Linked DNA regions of Zea mays: region 2 is linked to region 1. Evidence: chromatin contacts called from public Hi-C data. All regions are on one chromosome and are shown on one strand. Each heading gives the region's core, a stretch centred on a gene start, on an enhancer-like site or on the middle of the called end of the contact. The rest is flanking DNA. Distances are from core to core; before and after follow the strand shown.

Evidence for each region. Hi-C and Micro-C count contacts between places; a contact is called where the count stands out from the background.
Region 2: a Hi-C map of bundle sheath shows a contact between it and region 1, with 2.3 times the contacts expected there. The contact joins the promoter of LOC100275876 here to the promoter of LOC100282527 in region 1. A contact is called at or near these places in 6 of 25 Hi-C or Micro-C datasets (bundle sheath, endosperm, leaf and 2 more).

Annotation. Positions count from the first base shown.
Region 1 is chr2:43,694,134-43,696,940 of Zm-B73-REFERENCE-NAM-5.0, reverse strand. LOC100282527 (molybdopterin biosynthesis CNX3 protein) reads left to right here and starts at 1,512. Exons shown (of 3, transcript NM_001155435.2): 1 at 1,512-1,704; 2 at 2,315-2,445. The coding sequence starts at 2,344.
Region 2 is chr2:43,940,086-43,943,118 of Zm-B73-REFERENCE-NAM-5.0, reverse strand. It overlaps LOC100275876, which reads left to right and starts at 1,715. Exons shown (of 1, transcript NM_001149841.2): 1 at 1,715-2,601. The coding sequence starts at 1,920. The coding sequence ends at 2,297.

The DNA.
Region 1 (2,807 bases), core at 263-2,762:
GTAGCTGATAGTAGCTTAGTATGACAAAGCTGATATTAGCTGATAATATTCCTATATAATTCTGTACAAAATTTGATAGTAGCTGGAATTTTATGTTGTTACAAAAATCTGTAATTTGATAGTATGGCAAAGATCTGTAATTTGATAGTAGCCGGAATTTTATGTTGTTACAAAGATTTGTAATTTGATAGTATGGCAAAGGTCTGTTCTTTGATATTATTTGTATTTCTACTACCTAAGGTATAGCCAGTAGCACGTACAAGTGTGTCCTATATTACTTGCATTCAATTATACATGTGTCCACCAAACACGTGCCCGCTAAATCCTGTCTAGTTACGTACAGTCAACCAAACAACCACACAAATTATTACTTGCATCCACTTATACAGGCTTGGCTTGGCCTGCATGAGCTTATGAACCAGGCTTTGCCTAGCCAAGGAACCAAACACACGGAATGATATTATTACTTGCATCCACTTATGCAGCGGCAGGTGATTGATCTGGAATAAGGCTGAGATGCATAAATCGCCTCGGGAGCCACTCATCCGTAGACCCCTAGATCTCCTATCCATATGTTTGGTTCACGGATACGTAGAGCATGACCACATGAGCATGTACAAGAAGAACCAGGCTCCAACTAAACAGGCTAAACATATACAAGAGACTCTTGTTTGGTTAGCTGTTTAGATTTATACAGAAATGTGTGTTCAGACTCACATATGCATGGACTCAGCCTGCACCTGCAGCGATGCTCCTCACGCGAGCACCGAGAGAGCCTGGCTGGGAGCTAAGTTTTGCATGTCTAGAATCTGGTTGGTCCATGCAACAAACCAAACAAGAGATGCTTTAAGTATCCGCGGCTGCAGATACTTGGCAGATGCAGGGAACCAATCATACGATATGTGATTTGGTGTGCCCTTCAATCTAATGCCAAGAGTATTTTTAATCTGTCTATACATCAATCAGGTGATTTGTTTTACGCCCACACTAGATTTTACTGTTTAGCTTTACTGTTTTTTTTTTGGTTGGTGCTCATATCCGTTACTTGTGATGATTTGTGTACTAAGGGAGTTTAGATGAAGTTGTGTGATAGATAGAGTTATGTTCAGATTCAATTATAAATGGATGACTTGCCTTGTTTTTGAATCAAAATGTGACAAAGTGTTTTGCTATGTTCTAGAAAAACGGATGATGAAGTATCTTGATTAAAAGTAGGCAGACTCTGCTAGATGCCTAGATTATTTCTGAAAATTGGTAGATGGAATTTGTTTGTAACATGTGCTAGCAGTGTTTTCAGAACGTCCGATTAGTCGCAATTAATCAGCAATTAATCGACTGATCGTAACTCTAGAGCCGATCAATCGGGACGAGATCAGGGCGTCCGATTAGTTTAGTAACGATCAGCCTGCCTGGCTGGATTGAAATTTCGGTGCAGTGGCCCACTTCACTTGCCCAGCGGCCCAGCCCAGCTTCCTTTTTCCCGATTCCTACCACGTGAGCAGAAGCTGCACAACCAGAGCCAACAGAGCAACGCCCAGGCCCCAGGCACACACTACACGAACCAGGCAACCAGCTGGGAGGAACCCTAGCGGAACACTGTGCAGGTGACAGCGGCGCGCTACCGGTGACGGGGGATACGGCGGCATCGTCCCCCTCGGTCCCTCCTCCATCCCCCGCGCGGCGGCGCCAGCAGCCGGCCTGCAGGTACGGTCTCCAGTCTCCAGAATCCAGATTCAGAGCTTGTCCCTGTTTTCTGGTGCTGTTGTACTGTAGCCTGTAGGTATGGGCGTATGGCTGTTGGCCTGTTGCTGCCCATGTCCATGTTTGTTGGTTTTCAGTTTTACTTAGATGCTGAAAGCCTGAAACCTTCCAGTGATTATTTGCTTCATGTTGTAGTATGGCACTATGGCTGTTGGCCTGTTGCTGCCCTGCCCATGTCCATGGGCGTATCACGTATGACTGTTTGCCTTGTTGAAAGCCTGAACCTGAAGCCATGTCCATGGGCGTGTAGTTATATATATGAAGGTTGATCGGTTCCTATAGCCCTGGACGATCAGGATGTCTGATTGACCGATCAGAGCCCGGTTAATCGGGCTGGTCGTCGACTAATCCTGATTAGTCGGCTGATCGCCCCTCTGGCGATCAGGATTCAGGAGCGATCAGCCGATCTGAAAACATTGTGTGCTAGTCTATTTAAACAGAAAATTATGTTGCTTGTTCAGATGAGTAGGGTCCTGCCATCCTGTGGCATAGAATTGCCGTTTATATACAAAGTAAGCATGTTGTAAAACTTCTCTATGTTTCCTTGTTGCAGAACCATAGCAACACTTTGGTGCGCTTAAGATGTCCATCCTCCGATCCTTTCTCCCAATAGTAGCAAGATCAAATGGTTGGAGATGCTTTTCTACTGGGATTCCTTCTGATATGATAGCGGACCTTAATAAGGTTAAGCATTTGACTTTCTTTTGGATATTGTCATTTTGTGCAACTATCTTGCCTTCACTTACTTAACTAAGTATGAGACATGTCATGTACATTGGCACATTCTACAAACTTAATGAAACTGAATACAGTGGTAGGTTCAGTACTCCAGGTTCCAGATATGTAGCTGTATGACGATTTCAATTAAAGTTATAACATTACCTGACAGTTTACAATGGCTTCTGATGATGTCCCAAGTATGTTTGTTTGATGCCTCTATTAGAACAACATATGTGTGATTCTTGATGTTGACAACCAAAAGTTACGCACTATTATATTCGTGAGTAGAAACACATGTAAAACTACCACAATGCCAAATAGAGAGA
Region 2 (3,033 bases), core at 466-2,965, 250 kb before region 1:
AGTACTGGATCAAATTTGACCTCTTCTGCCGCCCACCCCATGTATCTCTTTTCCTTTACCTCTGGCTCTGGCCAATGGGACAAAGGACCATACAACCACTCTCTGAAACGACACTTACGCCACCCGTATGGCTGCAGGAGAAAAAATTAGTAATTTATTGTAAATAAAAACTAGTTCATACATTTAGCGTATCAATGGGCTCACATAATCAATGTTCGGACAACAGAACTGCTTGTCATAGTCTTCGTCGATGACAGCACGGTCTCCACAATTGCATCGAGGCGGTGAGTCCATCCGTCTTTCTGTTGCTACCTCCTTCTCCGCATCCGTCATTGGTGGAGGATTCGGGGGAGGAGGTACCCAACGCTTAAAACGCTCATGACTGGTCTTTCCACTCAACCAATTAACGAAAAGAAGATATCGAGGGTCAAATTTATCAGGACCATCGATCCACTGGAAAAAGAAACACTTCTGATGTCCCTAAAATAATGGAAAGATGCACTATTACATATCTACAAAAAAATGAATGCGAACAAAGTTAAGTGACAAGTCATAAGCTACGTACGTCCAAAGTGCCACAAAGGTAGTAGCAGCGAGCAGCCGTGTCTGGATGTTGTGATTGATGTACCCAAGCTAGTCTGCCACAGTCACAGTTAGGCACGGGGAGTTCAGGAGGAACAGGAGCATCCTTACTAGATACGTCCGGATATAACTCCCGAGGACGACCTCTCTTCTGCCACAACGCCTCTCGGTACATGTCTTTCATCTAATAAACGATTATAATTATCACTTGTACCTATTATGCTTTATAATAAGTCTACACAAACTAATATTCGAAATGATAATATAATAGGTGTATACAAATTATTTAACTAACAACCCAATATACAAAACGAATCAGTTGGAAATCATACCTTGGCCTACGAAGTGAACCAACTCAAATCTTTGAATCCAGGAAATTTTGACGAAGTTTGGAAATGGGACGAAATGAGCTGCTCTCGGCCAGCCGCGCGGGCGTTTTTATAGGAATTCGTAGCTCGGCGCCAAGATCTGTGGCGCCGAGCTACGAGGCCGCGCCGCCGCCACGTCAGAGCCAGGTAAGCCCTAGACGCAACTAGCCGTTGCGGCCACGTCACAGCTCGGCGCAGCTCGGCGCCACGGCCTATGGCGCCGAGCTAAGGGTCCAAAACTGTATTTAAAATTTTTTTAGGTTTAAACGTGATTTTACTTCAGTTTAGAGGCTAAAATACAAAAAATTCGGCAGTGGACAAGGCCACTGTAATACGAGCACACAAAACTACAACTGCACGCACTCTACCCTAGTACTCTCTTGTCTCTTCTTTTCTTCGCGTACACGTTCTTCGTCACCCAGTGAGTGAGTGATGTGTGTGTGCGCGCGCGCGCGCCTACTACCACTACGTCGCAAGCTAGCCCGCCCGGCCACCCCATGGATTTATCTACATACATTGATACATAGTAACATAGGCATAGCAAGCTCACCACCTCAGGTATGCAAAAAGTGACGTATTGCCTTGTTGGGTGTTGCCCCCTCCGGCCCTCCCCTCTCTTTGTCTCCTTTTGCTTTTGGACCACCGCGAGATCTCACTCACAGCCTCACCCGTCTGTCTCTCTGATACAGATGCGTGCTAGACGAGAGAGAGGGACAGAGGGGGTGGCCCCCCCTATATCTACCGCCGGAACAAAGGCGCACAATGCAAGCCGGCCGGCATTGCAAACCAACAGGCAACAGACATGGCCGTCGAAGCTTCGGCTGCCCGCACGCTACCCCTGCCGCAAAGCTAATCATAATAAGCTTCGTGGTGCGATAGGCACGTCACGTCACGTCGGCAGCGCGCGGCGGCATCCACCTCCATCCGTCCATCGTTGGTCGCAAGGGAGCGCGAGAGAGGGAGGAGAGAATGAGAGCCCTCGCCCTCACGCTGCCAGCTCTTGTCCTTGCTGCTCTCCTAAGCTGCACCCCCGAGATCTCTGCCGTCAGAGTCCCGGCGGCCACTCTCGCCGACCAGACGAGCAACCGGCGGGGCGCCTCGTCGCCACCGGCGGCAGCCGAGCAGCCAACAAGGAAGGCGGCGAGCGACGATGACGCTGCCGCCGCCGCCGCCGCCGCAAGCAGCGCCAGGGCCAGCAGGCTCGACGACGCGTCCGCCAGCTGGAAGGCGCCCGCGGTTGCCGGCGGCGCCTCGTATTCCCCTCCTCCGTCGGCCGTGTTCGACCCCGATAGGATGAGCAAGCGCCGCGTCCGCAGAGGCTCCGACCCCATCCACAACAAGTGCTAGCTGATCCCGAGTGTGCGTCCGTGGCGAGTTCTCGTCAAGTGTCGATTCTCTCGCTTTGTTTCCTCCGCCTCTCCATTTCTCTAATCTGCTCCTTCGCTTTATTTTTTTTTTCTTCTTCTTCTTTCGTTACCACTTTTTTTTTCTCTTCTCTTTGAGGTTTGACCGTTTGAGCGCGCAGTTCTGCTGCCTACCGTGTTGTAGGGCGCAGTCGGTTTTGTGCTACAGAAATACTTGTACAGAGATGCATGCATGCCAATGAAAGGCGAATGCCGGTCGAATGGACACGCTGCCGCACCTTGCAAGCCGACATCCACGCACTTCTGTTTATAGATGTACATTCGGGCTGCTCGGCCCGGTCCAAGCCCAAAAGGCCCGCATTCTTTGAAATTTCGTGTCGGCTCGGCACGTTTGAATTTTGGGCCGTGTCGGGCCGGTCCACGGCTCGACCCGTAATTGCTTAAACGTGTAGGGCTTATTTTAGGCGGCCCGAAATTATAAAAGACCGAAATTAATATTAGGGCCCGAAATTCAATTTTTGGCCCGAAAGCCCAAAATTCACGTCAGAGCCCGAAATTCAAAACAAATTTAATAAAACAAATAAAAGATAAGACAAATAAATTTGATCAAAAACAAACTTAATATTTGTATTAAGTTACTAGGGCTATGCAATGACTACCTCGTTTATAAATCATTTTTGTTAGAAAGAAAAAGAGTATAATCAGCTCTATATAAAGTT